Regions from separate parts of the Mus musculus genome. Here all the other regions are linked to region 3. The links are chromatin contacts, called in public promoter capture Hi-C maps. All regions are on one chromosome and are shown on one strand. The core of a region is the stretch at or near the end of the contact, and the rest is flanking DNA. Distances in the headings are between cores, read along the strand shown.

Evidence for each region. Promoter capture Hi-C pulls out the DNA fragments that hold promoters and counts their contacts. Capture Hi-C pulls out chosen DNA fragments and counts their contacts.
Region 1: a promoter capture Hi-C map of adipose tissue shows a contact between it and region 3. The contact joins the promoter of Cabp1 here to the promoter of Oasl2 in region 3. A contact is called at or near these places in 5 of 39 promoter capture datasets (the 3T3-L1 cell line, the HPC-7 cell line, hematopoietic stem and progenitor cells and 1 more), 2 of 115 datasets of contacts at active chromatin or transcription factors (bone marrow-derived macrophages and memory CD8 T cells) and 2 of 9 other capture datasets (adipose tissue and liver).
Region 2: a contact with region 3 is called in a promoter capture Hi-C map of hematopoietic stem and progenitor cells, with 2.5 times the contacts expected there. The contact joins the promoter of 4930401G09Rik here to the promoter of Oasl2 in region 3. A contact is called at or near these places in 2 of 39 promoter capture datasets (hematopoietic stem and progenitor cells and pre-B cells), 1 of 115 datasets of contacts at active chromatin or transcription factors (memory CD8 T cells) and 1 of 9 other capture datasets (adipose tissue).
Region 4: a promoter capture Hi-C map of pre-B cells shows a contact between it and region 3, with 2.6 times the contacts expected there. The contact joins the promoter of Coq5 here to the promoter of Oasl2 in region 3. A contact is called at or near these places in 6 of 39 promoter capture datasets (the C10 cell line, embryonic stem cells, frontonasal cranial neural crest and 3 more), 2 of 115 datasets of contacts at active chromatin or transcription factors (the 230-238 cell line and embryonic stem cells) and 2 of 9 other capture datasets (adipose tissue and pancreatic islet).

Annotation. Positions count from the first base shown.
Region 1 is chr5:115,190,887-115,196,021 of GRCm38.p6, reverse strand. Cabp1 (calcium binding protein 1) reads left to right here and starts at 1,641. Exons shown (of 6, transcript NM_001310712.1): 1 at 1,641-2,368. The coding sequence starts at 1,775. It overlaps Gm35515 (a long non-coding RNA gene), which reads right to left and starts at 1,684. Exons shown (of 3, transcript XR_387599.4): 1 at 1,132-1,684.
Region 2 is chr5:115,356,554-115,361,551 of GRCm38.p6, reverse strand. 4930401G09Rik (RIKEN cDNA 4930401G09 gene) reads left to right here and starts at 1,429. Exons shown (of 2, transcript NR_163911.1): 1 at 1,429-1,632; 2 at 2,420-2,852. It also overlaps a transcript of Msi1 not described here.
Region 3 is chr5:114,895,282-114,900,732 of GRCm38.p6, reverse strand. Oasl2 (2'-5' oligoadenylate synthetase-like 2) reads right to left here and starts at 3,799. Exons shown (of 6, transcript NM_011854.2): 1 at 2,871-3,799; 2 at 703-991. The coding sequence starts at 3,068.
Region 4 is chr5:115,278,115-115,283,289 of GRCm38.p6, reverse strand. Coq5 (coenzyme Q5 methyltransferase) reads right to left here and starts at 3,588. Exons shown (of 7, transcript NM_026504.2): 1 at 3,376-3,588. The coding sequence starts at 3,577.

The DNA.
Region 1 (5,135 bases), core at 392-2,891, 300 kb before region 3:
TTATGAGTACACTGTAGCTGTTTTCAGACACACCAGAAGAGAGAGGGCATCTGATCTTGTTATGGATCGTTGTGAGCCATCATGTGGTTGCTGGGATTTGAACTCAGGACCTTCAGAAGAGCAGTCAGTGCTCTTAATGGCTGAGCTATCTCTTCAGCCCAAAGCAAACACTCTTTTATTTTGGGTTTGGTTTTTTGAGACAGAATTTCTCTGTATAGCTCTGGCTGTCCTGGAACTCAGAAATCCGCCTGTCTCTGCCTCCCAAGTGCTGGGATTAAAGGTGTGCACCGTTACTGCCCAGCTTTATTTATTTATATGACAGGGTCTCATGTAGCCCAGCCTGGCCTGGAACTCGTTATTCTAACCCTCCTGTTTGCTTCTCCCAAGGGATTTCAGACATGTGCCACCACACCCAGATCCCCCCCCCAAAACACACACACACACACACACACACACACACACACACACGAGTTAGAATAGTTAAACAGAGTCTTACTCTGAAGCCTCAAGTTTATAGCAATTCTGGTTCCTCCACCTACCACATGCTGGAATTGCAGGCCCATGCCACCACGTCCAGATCTTTCTTTTTTTGCACATGCATAGGTAGAAATACACCATGCAAAAAAGAGGGTCCTCCTCGAAGCCCCGTGATATTGGGAGTCTGCCCATCTATCCTAATGAGGCTAAGCAGTGAGCAGGTTGTAAGGGACAGAGGATGGGCAGAGAACAGGGAGGCCCTCGCCTCCAAATCTTAACGTCCCTACTACTAAGCACCTTGGTACAAGGGGGCCTCAGGAGGTGCAGACTGGAGAGAAGCTGCTAAATGAGTGTGTGCCCTGTGCCAGCTCCCTCCTGCTGGAGTCTTTCTTGAGCACCAGGAAATCTTGTGTCGCCACGAAATCAGTTTGGGAAGAATCATTTGCATTTCACTGAAGAGGGGAAACCGGCTCAGGGAGGCTGATGACACTTGCCCAAGCTTCCCAGATGGCAAGCTGCAGAGCTGGGATTTGAGATTGAAACCAGCACAGTGTGACTTCCTGGATGCTTACCAAGGGCAGGAGTCCTCTCTCTAACAACTAGAAGGGCAGGAGGTGGTTCGATGGAGAAACAAGCATAGCCAACGTGTCCTACCTGGAACTTGACCACCACCAGGCACTTCCGGGACAGGTAGCTGCAGCCAGATGCCACCTGGCTCCTCTTCTGTTGTGTCAACTGTAAATTCCGTGGCTGACTTGCTCGGGGCAATCCTAGTCCGGTGTACTCTATGGAAGGTGGATGGACGAGGCATGGATACACTCCTAGCTTTATCCTTCCAGGTCATCTGGCTCCTGCGTTTGTCTGGATGGTGTCACAGAGTGCCTGCATCCTAGCTGAGTCTCTAGCGTCCTGCACCCCTTTGGTCCTATTGCCAAAGTTGTTCTCTCTGGAAAGTGCACCCTTGCTTGACTTTGGGGTGAGGGGGGGGCGACCGGCCGATCCTGGGCATGGAGGGATCCTCTGGGCGTGATAAGGGGCTCCGCCAGTCTCCTTGGGGGAGGTTAGCCAGCCCCTTCCCTCGTGCTCACATTCAGTGCCGCAGCGCCCCCTTGGCCACCAGAGGCGCCCGGAAGCGGGACTCCCCGAGCGCTGGGCGGGGCGAGGGGCGGGGCGCGGCGGCACCTGGGCCGCGGGAGAGCCGGGGGTGGGCTCTCGGGGGACAACCAGCTGCCCCCCCAGATCTGCAGCGCCGGCCGCCGGGAGCTCGAGGCTCCAGGCGCAGAGGCTGCGCTGTCACATGGGCGGCGGCGACGGGGCCGCATTTAAGCGGCCAGGGGACGGCGCCCGCCTGCAGCGCGTCCTCGGGCTTGGCTCCCGCCGGGCGCCCCGCTCTCTGCCCTCCGGGGGCCCCGCACCACCCCCGCCGGGCCATGCGAGCGCGGGCCCCGCCGCGATGAGCTCGCACATTGCCAAGAGCGAGTCCAAGACGTCGCTGCTCAAGGCGGCGGCGGCGAGCGGGGGCAGCCGGGCTCCCCGCCACAGCTCTGCGCGGGACCCCGGGCTGCGTGGCCGCCGGCTGCCCGGTCCCTGCCCCGGCTCGCCTCCACCGTGCGGGGACCCCAGCTCGCGGAGGCCCCTGTGCCGGCCCGTGCCGCGGGACGAGGGCGCGCGCGGGAGCCGGCGTGGGCTGCCCCAGGCGCACTGCAGGCCCCGGGAGACGCTACCGCCGGCCCGCGGGCGCGATGGGGAGGAACGGGGGCTGGCGCCAGCGCTCGGTCTACGGGGCTCCCTGCGATCGCGGGGTCGCGGGGACCCGGCTCCTGCTGGCACCCCCGAGGCGGACCCGTTCCTCCACCGGCTGCGCCCCATGCTCAGCTCCGCCTTCGGCCAGGTAAGGGCCGCGCCCCTCGCCCGCGCTCCGGGCACCGGCGCTCGGGACCCTACGGCGGCGGCGCGTCCCCGGTTCTGCTCGCTCTGCCCAGTCGGGGTGCACCTTGGCTCATCCTGTCCTCCCGCGGCCCTGGCGCTCCGCCACCCCCGTGTCTGATTCAGCACCCTGTGCGCTGTCCACACTTCGGGCCTCTTCCTGGGCGCCGCTCAGCTGAGCCTGCCTCGCACCTGCAAGAGCGACCTCCGCAATCCTCCGGGAGATTTTCCAGGGTCGTGAGCAGCGCTTGGAGCAGGCGGCGCCAACCTTCTCCTCTCTCTGGCCTCTGGCGACCCAGAGGAGCGAAGGGCTTGGAGTCTGAGCGGCAAAGGGGGAGGGCCTGGGAGTACAGCGAGTTGCTTGTGGATGATTTATACTAGCCGTGACTTAGAGTGTCCTCAAAGGTCTGGGAAAGTTAGGGGATTGGAAAAATGGGGAGGAGAAGAGATGTCTGGACAGGCATGAAGGGTCTGTCCAGAGCTACGGCTCCATCTAGAACTTGAGAGTGTTTTCAAGGAAGATGGTATTCCAGGGATGCTATCTGAATGGCAGTTAGGCAATTGTGGGATAAGACCCAGAAAATCCAAGCCTGGGTTGGTGTGCCTTTTAGGGTTAGGAAGGCCACTAAGAGGTCATTGGTGACTCATTTTTGTCCCTCGCACGCCTTTGCCCGCAAGGATTCCAGTCAGCGGGGCATTTACAAACAGCTCAAGGCTACATTGTGGTATTGTGTCGCAGGAGAGACAGGAACCCGTGAACTTCTGAGCAAAGCCAAGATTTCCTCTAGTTGGGAGACTGTAATTGAATCAAACTCAGGGAGTCAGTTCTGCAGAGGCGCAATCAAAAGGCTGGCATAGTTTCAGACACAGGGGTCTAAGTGTTTCTTTGGTAGGATCTATCGCAAAGATAACCACCTCAAGCTCCCGCTGGCTGTGCGGGGATCAGGAGGCCGCGTGTGTTTTTTGCTTCAGAACTGCTCGCTTCTTTTCAAAATACTACTCTGCAGTGGTTAATGCAGGCGGGGCTCTGTCATGAAGGCAGCTGCACGTGGATTCGGGTTGCACCGGGACCGCTGTGATGGTGTGACGGGGCCAGCAGGCACACGGCTTTGTTCCTGCAGGGAGCCCTGTTAGCGGTGCTCAGGAGTAGAGGTTTGGACGCAGGGCCCTGCGAGAGAGAGGGAGAGGGCGAGAGCCTGGCTACGTGCCAAGGGAGATGCTCACTGCAGTGGTTTGTGTGCTCCAAGGAGCCTAAGCGTGTTAGGAGTGATTTGTGGGTCTGGACTGGGTTGTCATTCAAATGCTGTGTTGTGAGTGGGGAGCTGCAATTCACTCAGTTACTAAGCATTTCTTGAACACCTACTTTCCCGGGGCATTGGTGGTACACTAGGAAGCGAGTGGTGGGAAGAGTTAGGATTTGGGGCTGTTTTGGAGCTCTCGACCCAGCCGTTTGGAAGGTGCCCAGTCATCAGGCTGATTAGTCAGTTTGCCAGTGATCTGGCAAAAGGACCATTGCTCCCTACATTTGCAACATTTGCTGGCAGAGGCCTTTGTCCAAGCCCCAGAACCTTTCAACGACCTCTTCCATGTCTCAGCCATTAAGTGGAGACGATTCTCCAGCCCCCGGGTTCTGAAATGTCACGGGGTCACTTGAGTCACAAGGAGCTGGAAGGTGCCATGAAATATTTACTACCTCTCTCTGGAAGCGCTTGCCTCTCAGAGCAGCAGACTCTCTCCCCTTCCACCCCCTCCCCTCAGCACATTCAGTTTGAGTTTCCTGGTGACGACTCCTCTAAGGGATTTGTGGGGACAGGACCACAAACCCATCTAAGAGGTTTGTGTCAGAGCCTCCTGTCTCCTTTGACTAGGAAGAAGTAGTTTCTCCTTGCTATCTCTCTCCTGCATTGAACATTCTGTCCTTAAAGATAGGGTGGAGACTAAGAGAAGGCAAAATGGAGCCCTGAAAACAGAAAGTTCTAGGTGGATCCACTTAGGGCAAAGTGTATTTTGTTCACGCCGTTAACTTATTTATCAAAAATTTTAACTTTTTTTTTTTAAACCTCAGGTGAATTAGGTGAATTGCTTTTATCTCATCAGGGCTTTTATTTATTGAGAGAGAGAGAGAGAGAGAGAGAGAGAGAGAGAGAGAGAGAAAAGATCAATTATAGTGAATTGGGGAAGTTAAATGGTTTCTGCAGGCCTAGGTATAGAGAGCTTGGTCCACTGGGTATCACCAAGCCAGGGTGGCATCTATGTTGCTGTTGCTGATGCTGATTAACTATAAGGCTGCACTTCTTCTGCTTGTAATAGCAGCAGAGAGAGCCAGGATTGGGCACACTAGAGGTATCCAGATAGACTCTCCACACTTGGGGAAATGGGAAGTAAGACCCCCCACCTCCACACACCCCCCAGTGACAACCGGGAGTGTCTCTGCTGCCTGTAGGGAGGAGACACTGTGGCTTCAAGGCTGATGTGTGGGATGGTGGCTGGGAAAGGTACCAGATCCCTAGCTTCCAACTTTGTCACTTTGTATCTCTGTGACCTTGGCATCATTTTTCTCTCTGTGGCGGTGGTTTCTTCTTCCAGAATTGAGAGTGGGGAAAAGCTGCCTTGCAGGGTTGTGATGAGGCTCGCCTGAGATGAAGGATATCAGGGGCCTGGTTCATAGTGAGCGCTGGCTAAAGAGCAGCCTGCATTCCTGTGACTGCCTTCATTAATAGTCATTAAAAGAG
Region 2 (4,998 bases), core at 180-2,679, 460 kb before region 3:
TGCGCGCGTGTAGGTAGAAGCCTGAGAATAACCTTGGGTATTGTTCTTTAAAGACTGGAGCTTTTTCTTTGGCAGGCCTGAATCTCACGAACCTCACCAACTAGGCTACAGTGGCTGTCGAGCCCTAGGAGTCCTCTGGTCTCATTTCCCAAGTGCTGGGATTTTCACTTTTCCTCCTTCTCTTTCTTTTTTTATTATATTATATTATTTTATTTTAATTTTCTCCACATGGGTTCTAGGAATTGAACCTGGGGTCTGAATGCTTGTAAGGCAAGCACTTTATTAGCTGAGCTACTGCCCAGATCCCTGACCTGCGGTTATTAAAGAAGACAGAGGGGTGAGGTGAGAGGTGAGTCATTGATTAAGGCACTAAACATGAAGCCTAAGCCGGGCGTGGTGGCGCACGCCTTTAATCCCAGCACTCCGGAGGCAGAGGCAGGCGGATTTCTGAGTTCAAGGCCAGCCTGGTCTACAAAGTGAGCTCCAGGACAGCCAGGGCTATACAGAGAAACCCTGTATCAAAAAACCAAAAAAAAAAAAAAAAAAAAAAAGAAAGAAAAAACAAAAAAAAAACCAAAAAACAAAAACAACAAAAACATGAAGCCTAAAAATCTTAGTTCAGTTCCCTAAGACCCACGTGGTGCGAGAGACAACCAACTCCTGAAAGCTGTCCTCTGATCTCCGCTTGCACTGACTACTGAACTCTCTTGCTTGCTCTCTCACTCTCTTGCTCTCTCGATTTCTTACCAGAGATGGTAAATAAAAGTTAGGAAAAAAACTAGGTGGAAGAGGAGGAAGAGGAAGAGGAGGAGGAAGAGGAGGAGGAGGAGGGAGAGACTCAGGAGGCTAGGGCAAAAGGGTGGGAATTTAAGGCCAGCCTGAGCTATATAGTGAGACCCTTACTTAAAAACAAACAGGGCTGGGGCGACTGCTCAGTGGTTAGAGCCCTGGCTGTTCTTCCAAAGGACCAGGGTTCAATCCCCAGCACCCGCATCGCAGCTCACAACTGCCTGCAACTCCACAGCATCCAACGCCCTCACACAGACACACACTTAGGCAGAACACCAGTTCCCGCGAAATAAAAACAAAGAAGTCATTAAAAAGAAAAGAACAACCAACCAACCAATGAAGCAGCAAACAAACCAAAAGCTGAGGAGGTGGCTCAGGGCCTGCAGCTCTGTTAGAGAACCCGAGTGAGTGAGTGTGTGTGTGTGTGTGTGTGTGTGTGTGTGTGTGTGTGTCCCTGCCCCCCACTTCAGACAACTCACCACCACCTGAAGATCAAAGGGAATACCAAGCAGGGCAGTAAATCAACTGTCAGGTGAGTTCTGAGTTATGCAGATTTTCAGGAAAGGTTCCTGCCTTCTGCTCTGTGCCCAGTTCCTGGGGGAGGGATGGGACTTTTCTTCGTATTTCTTATCTACTCCCACTCCTACAGGAAATGAGGATTCTCAGAGCTCTCTGACTGGATCTCCTGTAGCCCAGGCTGGCCTTGGTTTTGCTACGTAATGACCTTGAGCCCCTGATTCTCCTGCCCCCGCCTCCTGAATATTGGGATAACAGGCATTTATTACCACAGCTGTTTTTATCACAGTGCTAGGGACAGACAGAGCGCAGGCCTTGTGCAGTTAGGTAAGCACTTTGCTTTGTCCCAATTCCTTTCTCCTTTTCTTTTCTAACTTATTTATTTGTTTGATTGTTACTTAAAAATTTTTTTTTTTGCGGTGCTGGAGATTGAACCCAGGGCCTCAGGCATGCTAGGCAATTGCCAGACTGCTGAGCTACATCCCCAGCCTTCTTAATCGTAATTTGTCCATGTCTTGTTTTTGATACGGGTTCTTACCACGAAGCCCCAGCTGGCCCTGAGTTTGCAATGTCCTTTCTGCCTCTGTCTTCTATTGCTGCGTTTAAAAGTACATGCCTAGCGTTTATTTCCTGTTTTGAGACAGATCTTACCAAGTTGCCCACACTAGCCTGGCACTCAATCTACAGCCTGGAGCTGGCCTTGAACTTGTGATCTTTTTGTTCCAGAATATAGAGTCGTTGGAATAACAGGCCTGACTAGAATAACTGAAGACTCCCATCCCTCACGCACCCAGGGATTCACTATACATAGTGACAGACCCTGCTGGCTTCAAACTGACAGAGATTCTCCTGTCTCTGCCTCCCCAGTTCTGGGATGAAAGGCATGTGTTTTGGCCTGGAATTCTTCATTCTCCTGCCTTAGTTTCCCTGGTGCTGGGATAATGGGGGTGGGGGTGGGGGGAGCACCACCATGCCTACCTTGAAGATTTCTTGTACCAATGTGAGGAAGATGAGAAGCCTCAGAAGAAGGCCGGAAGAAAGAGCCCCCGGGGTTGAGCCGACCTCTCTCCCTGTATTCCTTTCTCAGGTTTCACCTCCCTCCATCTCCTTCCAGGAACCTGAGAGGAGACCAGCCACGTTGAAGGTCGAAGGCAGGACTTCCCTGGCCCAGGCTTTTGGGCGGCGCCCGCCTAGGAGGAGCCTGCCACCCACTGGGAGCGAGCGGTACTGCAGGTGCTGGACACCCACCCCCTACCCAGTCCTTTGACTGATTTAACTCTGCCCAAAGGGTTCTTGTCCTCATGTGACTTACAGTCTATGGAACTGACAAGAGCGACAGAAATCCCGGTAGCAGCTGAACAGCCTTGGATCTTTTTTTTTTTTGGATGGGAGGATTTTTTAAAACAACACAAATAGTATACATTCATAGCCAAATGTTTAAAAAGAAAAAAAGCCCAGATATAGCTTTCCTCAAACATGTGCATAGCAGCTACACAAACTGTAGGCAGCCTTTCCGTCTAAAAAATGTTTAAATACAATGTGGTAGGGACTCATTTAATGTATTTTCATAGACTTTTTTTTTTTTTTTTTTTTTTTTCGAGACAGGGTTTCTCTGTGTAGCCTTGGCTGTCCTGGAACTCACTCTGTAGACCAGGCTGGCCTTGAACTCAAAAATCCACCAGCCTCTGCCTTCCAAGTGCTGGAATTATAGGTGTGTGCCACCACTGCCCGGTGACCATATTTTTTACATCATTATTAATTTTATGTATATGAGTGTTTTGCCTACATGTACCATGTGCATTTCTGGTGCCCGTGGGGACCAGAAGAGCGTGTTGGATTCCCTGGAACTGGAATTATGTAAAGTTCTGACCCACTATCTGGGTTCTGGGCCCTTTATTATCCTCTGCCAGAGCAGAAAGTGATCTCCACCAGTGAGCAGCACCACAGCACTGCAAAACACATCCTCACATGCCTTAGATTCGATTTTCTTTGTGTGTGTGTTTTTTTTCGAGATAGGATTTCTCTGTATAGCCCTGGCTGTCCTGGAACTTACTCTGTAGACCAGGCTGGCCTCGAACTCAGAAATCCGCCTGCCTCTGCCTCCGGAGTGCTGGGAATAAAGGCATGTGTCACCACTGCCCAGCAGATTCGATTTTGTTTTCTTTCTGAGACAAGATCTCATGTAGATGAGACTAGCCGTGTAGCACGGGATGACCTTGCCTTTCGGACCATCCTAACTCCTGGAGTGCTGGGGTTGCTGCTGTTCACCTTGATGCCCAGGTATAGTAGGGACTTGGGGGCCAAAATCAGTGCTTCCTACATGACCAACAAACACTCAACCTGCTGAGCCACATCCCGGACCTGCCTCGTTTTTTCACTGAATGAAACTGCGGATGATCAATACTAGCTCAGTCAGAAGCCAGCCTGTGGCACAACATCTAATCCTAGCACTGGGGAAGCAAGAGGGATTGCATCTCAGCCTGGTCTACATATCAAGTTCCAGGATAGCCAGAGCTACACAGTGAGGCTCTGTCTCAAAAACGAACCAACCAACCAAACAAACATACAAACAAGACAAAGAAAATTAAAAATAACTGCTGTAGCCAGGCATGGTGGCGCACGCCTTTAATCCCAGCACTCCGGAGGCAGAGGCAGGCGGATTTCTGAGTTCGAGGCCAGCCTGGTCTACAAAGTGAGTTCCAGGACAGCCAGGGCTATACAGAGAAACCCTGCCTCGAAAAACAAAACAAAACAAAACAACAACAACAACAAAAATAATTGCTGTCATTTACGGAGCAAGATACTAAGTGTTTCACATAAACCACATTCAGTCCTGAGAACACTAAGGCCCAGATAAATGATTTATTCAACAAAAGTAGCAGAACCAGGATCTAAATCCAATTCCATCTCAGAACTTTCATCCCTGTGTGCTCCGCTCTGCTCTGTGCCAGCGCCCCCACCCCCCCACCCCCCACCCCCCCCACCCCCCACCCCCCCACCCCCCCACCCCCCCCCCCGGGAACTCAGGAGCGCAGAGAACTTTGACATCACTGGAGGACCAGAAGCCAGAGGGAGGGTAGGAATTAATCCGGAGAGGCTTCCTGTTGGAGGTGGGGAGCTGGGGACTGGCTGGAAAGGGCAGATAGAGGTGAGGTATGGAGTATCAGGAAACCTTCCAGAGCAGCCTGAGGGAAGTCAGGAGTGGACAAGCTTAATGATCTAGACAGGGAAGGAAAAATAGCCAAGCAAGACAGGGTCTCACTTTGTAGCCCTGGTTGTCCCAGAACTCGTTAAGTAGACCAGGCTAGCCTCAAACTCAGAGCCTGCCTCTGTTACAGGTAAAGGCACTCACTACCACACCCTGTTTCCTTCCTTCCTTCCTTCCTTCCTTTCTTTCTTTCTTTCTTTCTTTCTTTCTTTCTTTCTTTCTTTCTTTCTTTTTTCTTTCTTCTTTTGAGAGAAGAAGGGGGTCTTGCTATATGGTGTGGGTTGGCCTCGAACTCACACAAGTTTAAGCTCTTGCCAGACACTCTCCTGTGGTCCCTTGAGTTACCGCTGTAGTGTTTTTTGTTTTTGTTTGCTTGTTTTTGTTTTTCGAGACAGGGTTTCTCTGTGTAGCCTGGCTGTCCTGGAGCTCACTTTGTAGACAGGCTGAACTCAGAAATCTGCCTGCCTCTGCCTCCCAAGTGCTGG
Region 3 (5,451 bases), core at 2,550-5,049:
ACCTTCAGGCTCATGAAATCCTCAGATCGGCTCCATTAAGGAGGTAAACTTAAAGGCAAGCACAGGCAATCGCCGTCTGGTATCTCAAATGTGAGCAAATATCAGTTCTGATGACTCAACATTATCCCATGTAGTAAGTTAGTATGCTCGATTTTGAGCATGCTAAGGTGTGGGCCCAAGAGGAATACAAGTTGTAAAATACGAGAGTCTTGTTATTTATTTGTTTGCTTATTTATTTCATTTACTTACTTACTTTTTGAGACAGGGTTTCTCTGTGTAGCCCTGACTGTCCTGGAACTTGCTCTGTAGACCAGGCTGGTCTCAAACTCACAAAGATCCACCTGCCTCTGCTTTCCAAGTGCTGGGAATAAAGGCTTGCTCCATCACCACCCAGCTTGAGAGCCTTGTTTTAAAGGGTCTAATACAGTTCTGTTGGACCCTAAAGACCTTGGAATGTTTGCCTAACCTGGTGTTTTCCAGAGGGTGGGTAGGAATTCATTCTTTATGATAAATCCTTCCTCCCCATGTAACACTGGGACATGGGAACCCATGCAAGGATATTTATTTATTATGGAAGTCTATCCATCTTCACAGTATGATTTCAGTCCCACCTATCTATCTACAAAGCAATCTTCCAGAGGAATCTTGCTAGAGGAAGACCCCAGAATTCTTTCTTTAAACTGAAACTTCCACTGGATTTACCCAAAGCATCGTAAGCTGGGAGGATATCCATCCAAATAATGTCATCAGTCTTCCGGGACTGAACCTTTAGGGTGAGGGAGCGAGGGGCCCTTTTGCCCTCTCTGTGGGTAAGGACAATGATGTTGTAGGCCAGGCTTCTGCTACAATGAATCAGCCTCTTCTTAATGAAGCTGATGACGACCTCCCGGTTTCTCGCCTGCTCTTCGAAACTGGAAAAGCAGCTTAAGAACAGAATCATGTCTTGGTCAGATCTGTGGTTCAGCGTTGTCCCCTTTCCCGAGGAGCCTCCCTGTGGAAGGTGACAATGGCAGATTTACCTCTCCTGAGATTTGATGCTTTGAAGTTGAGAGTTAAGCCAGACCCATTCATGGTAAGTTCTCTGTACAGTCCTTTAAGAGAGACCTGTGCTGTGGGCGTTATGGGCTGAGCATCCCTGATCCAAAACTGAGAGACCCAAATGTTCTGAAATCTCAACAAGGGCAACACTTTATGTGTATGGCTGCTTTGTCGGCATGTACACATACACCATAGGTGTGCCTGGTGTCTATCCTCAGAAGCCAGAAGAGAGGTGGAAGGGAGCGCCTCTGGAGTTAAGTTACAGGTAGCCACCATTCTAGGCACAAAACATACCAACCTCAGAACTACATCCCTAGCCCAAAACAAATTGCTACTTGAAAAATGCTATAATGAAACAAAATCCTTTTTCTGCTAGTTTAAAAAAAAAAAAAGGTAAAACCAAAGAAGATGAGAGAGTCTAAACCTCAGCTCCTCCTCTTGACCCCTCGACAGTGCCTCACTGATGCAGTCACGGCTGGCCTGGAACTTGCTATAAGAACAGGTTTAACAGTCTTAAACTGGTAATCCTCCTGCCTCAACCTCCCGACTGCTGGGGTTACAGGTGAACGCTACCACACCCAGCTCTGGACTTCCTTTTTTTGTTGTTTGTTTCTTTCAAGTCCCAGAAGCCAAGAGGCTGCTACAAGCAATCGACCTAGGTCAGGCAGAAATTTGCAGGAACCAGAACACAAATGGGATACGATGTATCCTTTTGCAGCAGCTGTGGGAGTTTCCATTTCTGTCTTCAAAGCTTTTTGGCTAAGAACCCTCCCTGATCTCTGGTTTTGAAGGTTTGTTGAGATTTTTCTTCATCAAAAGCTCTTTCTCTCCCGTCTTAACCTCTGCTACCATGGCTCAGAGTTCCCAGGTAAAGTTGACTTACTCAAGTTAACTTAAGTTGTCATGCCGGGTGGTGGTGGCGCATGCCTTTAATCCCAGCACTTGGGAGGCAGAGACAGGCGGATTTCTGAGTTCGAGGCCAGCCTGGTCTACAAAGTGAGTTCCAGGACAGCCAAGACTATACAGAGAAACCCTGTCTCGAAAAACAAAAACAAAAAAAACAAAAAAAAAAAAACCACTTAAGTTGTCATTCATTTTAGCAGAATAAACAACACCCAGAGCTCTGATCCAAATGGTCTTGATTGGAGGGGGTGGGCTGTAAGTTTGTGTTTTTCTGGGAGAAACAGCTAGCCGTAGAATTACTTACACAGGCAGCCCTTAGAATCCCAATGGTTTACCAAGTAGTCTTGCTAGGTAATTTCTAACATGACCAATACTACTAACTTAGAGAACAATAGGTTTCCTTCACTTAGAAGTAAAGTAGTAGTCTTTTTTTTTTTCTTTCCTATCCTTTCCCCCTTTCCCTTTTCCTCCTTTCCCTTTTTCCCTTCCCTTCCCTTTCTCCAGACAGGGTTTCTCTATGCAGCCCTGGCTGCCCTGGAACTCACTCTATATCAGGCTGGCCTCGAACTCAGAAATCTGCCTGCCTCTACCTCTTGAGTGATGGGATTAAAAGCATGCAGGACCACACACGCCTGGCCAAGTATTATTTCTTAGACAGGAAGCAAAGGCACACATTTTATGGAAACCGGTGACTATGGTCCATTCAGGAACCAGAATCCCAAATTATCATTACCACCTCTGTCCTTCAGCATTGCAAGGCTAATTTTAAATGCACAGAAATTTTCTATGCTTTATCCCATTTACTGCTTCTACTAAACCCATCTTAAGAAGAGGACACAGACTCAGAGGGGGTGAAATGGCCCACCTCTCAAGTTCACAAGCCCCACAGGGCAGAGGTGAGCTTTAAACTCAGAACCCTGTGTGCTTACCTTCACCACCTTAATCACCCTGACTTCTTGGTCCAGGAGCAGCTCATCACGGAAGCACTGTTCCCGAAAGAACCTCTCGATTCTCTCCCAGGCATCCTGCCCTTCCTCTTTCCAGTCCCTCTGGGGCTGAAGGCTGTGTTCCAGGAAGTGGTCTAGACTGTCCCCAGGGGTCGCATACAGGTCGGGGAACGGGTCCATTTCAGCTGGGCCAGCCTGTCCTCTAGATAAATCCTCTGAGCTTCTGCTCAGCTCTGATGGGAGAAGCTTCCTGCAGCGTTCTCTGGAGGAGACAATGGGATGGAGAGTTGCATGGAAAGAAGAAAAGCGCTCTGCCCCTCCCTCCTTGGAGAAACTGGAAACAGAAACCAAGCTTTGACAAGAATTGAAAGTGAAACTGCAGGGAGATCCAGTTTACCTTCTTCAAGGCAGAAGGGAACAGGAGTTAAGGATGCAGTCTCCCCACCGGCTCTGTTGTGAGCACAGGATGTTGTTTACCACAACAGAGTAAGATTCAGCAGTTTCAGTGGCAGCGATTTGGCCACATAATCTCATCTGCCTGGTGATCTGGCAGTGGCAAATGCATTTATTTCATTCTTAATCACGCATAGTGTCTCCGTTACTAGTGGCGTCTCGAGCGATAGGGTTAGGCTAGGTTATTCCTGCTTATGCTGAGGGTCACAACATCCACACTCCACATTCCTAACTACCGACCTCAGCTAGTCTCCCCGAGGCTGCTCATCATCTGTGCAGGTGTCTTAGCTGAAGGCCATATCCAGGGTCAGACTCTCCAGCTGCAGGGCCCATCGAGGTGACATTTCTCTGATGCCTACCGCAGTCCCAAAGATGTGAGGCACAAAGGATTGCTCCTGGTCAATGGACAGCGTGAGGTAGTCTCACGATGTTTTCTGTCTAGTTATCTTCAGTGAGTGACGTGTTCTGGTTATCAGGTGCAGCCTTGGGTGTAGGATTAGGTTCCTGACTAAGCTTTTTTTTTTTTTTCATGCCTAAAAGGCAACTTTTGCCACAGTCACCACAAATAGTAACTTTCATATCACACTACCCAGGAAACACATCTATATATCCTGTCTTGGTTAGGGTTCCTATCTCTGCTATAAATACCATGTCCTGGGGAAGAATTTTGTTTGTTTGTTTGTTTTGGTTTGGTTTTGTTTTTGTTTTTTGAGACAGGGTTTCTCTGTGTAACCCTGGCTGTCCTGGAACTCACTCTCTAGATCAGGCTGGCCTGGAACTCAGAAATCCACCTGCCTCTGCCTCTCAAGTGCTGGGATCAAAGGCGTGTGCCACCACCGCCCAGCGGAGGAAAGGTTTTTTTTGTGGCATCTTCGAGATTGCCTACCATGCAGGGAAGTCAGGGCAGGAACTCAAGAACAGAGGCGGTGGATGAGTGTGTGCTGCTTATTGGTTTGCTCCTTATGGCTTGCTCAGTCTGCTTTTTCATACACCCCAGGACTGCCCCCCCAGGGTTGGCATGACCCAGAATGGACGGGGGGGGGGGGGGGGGGGGAAGGGGGCGGGACCCTCCCCCATCAATCACTAATTTAGCAAATGCCTCACAGGCTTGCCTAAAGGCCAGTTTTTGTTTTGTTTTGTTTTGTTTTGTTTTTCCCGAGACAGGGTTTCTCTATGTAGCCCTGGCTGTCCTGGAACTCACTCTGTAGACCAGGCTGGCCTCGAACTTAGAAATCTGCCTGCCTCTGCCTCCCAAGTGCTGGGATCAAAGGTGTGCGCCACCACTGCCCGGCTAAAGGCCAGTTTTATGGAAGTATTTTCTCAGTTGAGATTCTCTCTTCTCAGAAGAAGGAAGCTTGGATTGAGGTTTGAGGTGCTTGCTTGACACAGATGCTAGTAAGGATTTACTAGTAAGCTTGCTTACAAAATAACCAAGTAACGTGTTAACTCTCCTGTCCACCTGTGTAAAGGTGGATGGCCATTGGGGTCAAGGAGACCATGTCAACAAGGGGTCACTGAGTTGAAACAGAGCCCCAGAAACATTGAGGAAGGAGTCCTGTGCTTGTGGGTCCCGGGTGCCATGCCTCAGGTGTCAGATGACGTTGTAAGTAGTCTGGTGGAAACTGAAGATAGTCTAAACATATACTTTGTGTCTCTTAACCCATCAGACTACTATAATTGAAATGATGGGTCCCAAAGAAATGGTAATTTCCCCAAAAATCTCATGCTGGGAGAGGAAAGGGGGGCAGCCAGAGGGAAATCTTGTCTCCTAAAAACAGATTTCACACAAGTCTAACATCTTGTCAGAGTGCCTTCAGGATAAGACGAAGCCCAGGCAAGGAGGGGGTCGATGGTGAACCGGGACCACAGCTTGAAGGGGATGCTGTCTGTTATTCAGACTTTAATCTCACCTCAGGACCCCAGAGATGGCCTTTGGGGGGAGGGGTCTAGGTCTGCTTGATCTCTTGGTCCTTAACAAGGTCGCCACACTGAGTACATCTCCCTTTTCTGATTTCCATTACAATTTTTTTTAAAGGTTTATTTCTCTTTTAAAAATGTGAGGGCCGGGCGTGGTGGCGCACGCCTTTAATCCCAGCACTTGGGAGGCAGA
Region 4 (5,175 bases), core at 2,339-4,838, 380 kb before region 3:
GCCCTCAACACCACCTTGAATCAAAAAGCTTAAAAGTCCACAAAAGAAGTCAACCTCGCTGGGCAGTGGTGGTACATGCCTTTAATCCCCCCCCCCCCCCCCGCTGACCTCTGACCTCCACAGGAGTGCTACGGCATCAGCATAATTCACCCCGCTTTCTCCATTAAATAAAAACTGTAATTAAAAAATAATTGCTGGGCGTGGTGGCACATGCCTTTAATCCCAGCACTTCGGAGGCAGAGGCAGGAGGATTTCTGATTTTGAGGCCAGCCTGGTCTACAGAGTGAGTTCCAGGACAGCCAGGGCTACACAGAGAAACCCTGTCTCAACAAAACTAAAAAAGAAAAAAAAAAAAAAAAAAAGAAAGAAAAAGGAAAAGAAAAGAGGAGGACTGGGACGATGGTGTAGGCAGAGGCAGGGGGAGCTCTCTGAGTAAGAAGCCAGTCTGGACAACAGAGTGAGTCCCAGGACAGCCAAGGCTACACAGAGAAACCCTGTCAAGAAAAAAAAAAAGAAAACAGAAAGGAAAGCATAGGGGTGTGTACTAACCAGTGACCAGTTACGTCATCTGCTTTATAGACAGTTTATACTCAGGCCACAGCACAATACTTCTAAACCCAGGTTGCATACTAAAGAACTGAAAGAGGAAACTGAGCAACAAGAAGGGAGAGAGCAAGGGAATGAGGGCATAGATCATGACTGGATGAGGAAGCCCGGGACTTAATCCCCAGCACTGCGGCGAATAAGAGCCCAGCAAATGAGAACAGCCACAAAGAGCACTGACCCCTGCCAGTGCGGTGGCATGCGGAAGAGGGGGACGCAGCAGAGGAGTCCTGTGAGTGAGGGTGAACTCTCTGACCTAGGGGAGGCAGAAGGGTTGTGCCAGTCGGGTTCAAGGTGTTTCAGAGGAAGAAGTGGCAGGAAATAAAACTCATAGGGACAGAGAAATGGCTCAGTGGGTAGAGCACTTCAAGCCTGAAGATGTGAGTTTGGGGGAACAGGACTCACATGGCAAAGGAGAAAACTGACACCTGCGAGTAGTCTTCTGCTCTCACAGAGCCCTCAGACACACACACACACACTCACACACACTCACACAGCATACACACACTCACACACACACACACACTCACACAACATACACACACCCACACACACACAACATACACACACACTCACACCCACACACCCACACACACACTCACACAACATACACACACTCACACACACACACTCACACAACATATACACACTCACATACACACACACAACATACACACACACTCACACACACACACAACATACACACACTCACACACACACACACACAACATACACACACACTCACACACACACACACACACACAACATACAAATAGAATAGAATTTTTTTCCAATTTCCATTCAAGAGGTTCTTGAAGGTATTTCCTGATGTTGAAAGCAACGAGGCTAGAAGCTGACCAGGCTACCTCTCCACACTCGAAATGAAAGCTTAGAAAGGGGTGAATCTGCCAAGCCACAGGAAGCATGCTTGATCACTACCCTAAGCTCCATAATGAGGGAAAAAGTGTTCACATCACTCCTGTTACATTTTAAAACAAAAATAAAACAATATGATTCCCCTCAAAACTGTAATTTTTCTTAGGATTTAAAATTTTAAACCAAAATTAAGAACTGTAAAAATGTTAGTGAAATCCCATCTGTTGGACTTTTAAAAATATATTAATTTTTATTTTATGCGTGTTGAGTATTTGCCTGCATGTATGTCTGGGTGCCACATGTGTGCCCATGGAGGCCAGAAGAGGCCTTCGGATTCCTTGGAACAGGTTACAGTCTGTGGTTCTCAACCTCTAAATGCTGACCCTTTAGTTCAGTTCTTCATGTTGTGGGGACCCACAATCACAAAATTATTTTCATTGCTAATTCATAAGTACATAACAGTAGTTTTGCTGCTGTTGTGAGTCATAATGTAAATAACTGGATTTTCTGATGGTCTTAGGCGATCCCTGTGCAAGAGTGACTCTACCCTAAAGGAGTCAAACGTCTTGCTGTTATAGACAATTGTGAACAATCATGTGAATGCTAGGACTGAAGTGCTTGTAGCTGCTAAGCAGTTGTTTTCGTTGTTTAGTTTGTTTGTTGTTTTTTGGTTTTGTTTTTTAGGAAAGGTTTTGAACTTGTGATCCTACCCCAGGCCTCCTGAATGCATGGCACTGTATGTGTCAGACAGTTCTGATGTTTTATTTTTCTTGGAGACAGGGTTTCATAGTGTAACTCTGATTGTCCTGGAACTCTCTATGTAGGCAAGGATGGCCCTGAACTATGTGTGAGCGTGTGTTTTTAAAAGGAGGGGATAGCGTCTTTTTTTTTTTTTTTTTGGTTTGGTTTTGGTTTTTTGAGACAGGGTTTCTCGTGTAGCTCTGGCTGTCCTGGAACTCACTTTGTAGACCAGGCTGGCTTCAAACTCAGAAATCCGCCTGCCTCTGCCTCCCAAGTGCTCGGCTTTTTTTTTTTTTTTTTTTTTCTTTTTTTAGTGTCTTTCTTTAGTAAGAAAATAAGGATGTAAATTCTGTGTTAGACAAGTAGTTACTCTTCTAACTTACAAGTTTATACTTATCTTTGTGGAGGCAGTATCTCTCTGTCTGAGGCTGGCTTCAAATTCACAGTACAGTAAGAGAATTACCTTGTACTTGTAACCTTCCCCCACACACCTGCCAAGTGCTGGGAACACAGTTTACACCACCACACAAATTATGAGGTGCTGGGGATGAAACTGAGCCGCAGGAAGTGACAGGCCAGCAGCACTCGACCAATTGTGCCACAGTCCCAGCTCCTGGCTACCATTTTAAATAGTGCAAGCTTAACCTTAACCCTATATTCCCTCAGAAAAGTAGTAACAACAGTCACTAGTGGGAAACTGAAGTGAGAAATGGGTGGGGGGAAAATCTGTACACGGCACCTGGCATACGTATAGGACAATCTCGCAGTTGACGAGCGTAAAGGGTCATGCTGTGCTTCAAAGAGGGAAAAGCCGGGTTTGGTGGCGCACAGCCTTTAATGGCAGCGCTCCAGAGGCAGAGGCACAGGCAGGTGCATCTCTGTGAGTTCGAGGCCATCCTGGACAGCTCCAGGGCAGTCAAGGTGACACAGAGAGACCCTGACAAAAGGGGGCGCGTCGCCGGGGGCAGCGTCTCAAATGGCTGCAGTGGCAGTGACAGCAAATGAGTCCCCGAAAGGGAAGCTGGGTCTGGGAAGTCAGGACAGTAAGGAACACAGCTCCGGGGCCGACAGGGCATCCAATCAACCCTCAGTGAGAAAAGGAACCCGAACAGGAGCCCGACAGGTCCCTCCATCCACCCTCGCGCCCTCTGTCACCTTTGCTTCCTTTCTCCCCTTCCGACACGGTCTCAAACCCGAAGTGCGTTTCCGCGGCTCGCTTCTCCTGGGACAAGGACCGCGTTCCCAGCGTGGCCCATGGCCAGGATCTATGACACCCGGGGAGCCTGCAGTGTCCCGTGGCTCGCCACCACCCGCGGCCGCAGACGCGCCATAGAACGCAGCACCTGGGCGCCGCCATCGTGACACCCCGGCGACCGCGGGGCGGGGAGAACGTCGGGTTGCGTCACCAGCCGGGTGACGGCGGCCGACAGGAGACACATTAGTGGAACGCACCCCCAAACGCCTGTTTTTTTAAGGAGTCCTCCTGGTTTAGGATTTGGAAACCTGAAAGCCTTTCCTGTGTTCCCTGACTGAATCTAGAGTTTAGCAGGAATAAGCAGAATTCAGACAGAGGCCCTAATTATATTTCAGCGGCCATATTTCCATCCTGTTAGCTAGGACTAAAGACTACTATGGAAAAGACAACTGAATAGACCAGGCTGGCCCGGAACTCGCAGAAATCCACCCAAGTGCTGGAGTGTGCTCCCTCATGCCCTGCAACTTTTGTTTTCTGGTGCAGGAACTGGGTGAAATTGAGGCATGTTGTAAGTTAAAGATCAAAATTACATGATTTGAAAAAAAAATATATATATATGTATACACATATATGTGTATATATGTATATGTATATACACACATACATATATGTGTATATATGTATATGTATATACACACATACATATATGTGTATGTATGTATATGTGTGTGTATACATATGTGTGTGTATACATATATGTACACATACAAACATACATCTAAAGTAAAGTATATACACTTGTGTGTCTGTGGATGTATGTGAACGTGAGTGCAGCTGCCTGTGGAACCCAGAGATGTCAGATATCTTAAAACTGTAGTTTTAGGTGAATGAGCATAAGGATTTGGGTGCTGGTGACAAGCATTATAACTGATGAGTCAACCCCCCTGTGTGTGCCTCATGTGAATATATATATTTTTTAAAGCTGGAACTAGTTTACCTAGTCCAGAGTGTACTTGAACTCATAACATGCCTGGTTAAGTCAGACAGCACAAGCCTGAACTCCTCCCACATCGTTTTAGTGGCATCTGGAATGGTGTGCAGGTTCTAGTGCACACTTGAACAGTGCTGTGACACTAAACTCTACCCGAGTGCCTTTTAAATGTATTTAATTTTGGTTTGTTTGTTTTATGAGACAGGGTTTCTCTGTGTAGCCTTGGCTGTCCTGGAACTTGCTCTGTAGGCCAGGCTGACCTGGAACTCAGAAATCTGCCTGCCTCTGCCTCCCAACTGCTGGGATCAAAGGTGTGTGCCACCACCAACTGGTAGTATATTTAATTTTAAAATAAATAAATAATAATTAAATAAATTGTGTCTTTTTGATGTGTGTGTGTGCATGCACGCGTGTTCTCACACGTAGGCGTGCACATGCCAAGATCCATGTGTGGAGGTCAGGAGATGACTTTCAGGGGTCAGTTCTCCATGGCCCTGGGAATTGAACTCACATCCTCAGGCTTACAACTAAAGCACTGTGATCTACTGAGCCACCTTGCCAGCTCTTATCTTTTATGTTGAGATAGCATTTCACTAAGTTGGCAAGGCCTTGAACTCACTTTGTCACCTAGATACAGGCTTTGAACTTTTGATCTTCCTGGTAGGTGGGATTAAAGGCCTGTATCACTACACAGGGCCTTTAAAAATTTTTTTAAACTGAAGCCAGGCAGTGGTGGCGCATGCCTTTAATCCCAGCACTTGGGAGGCAG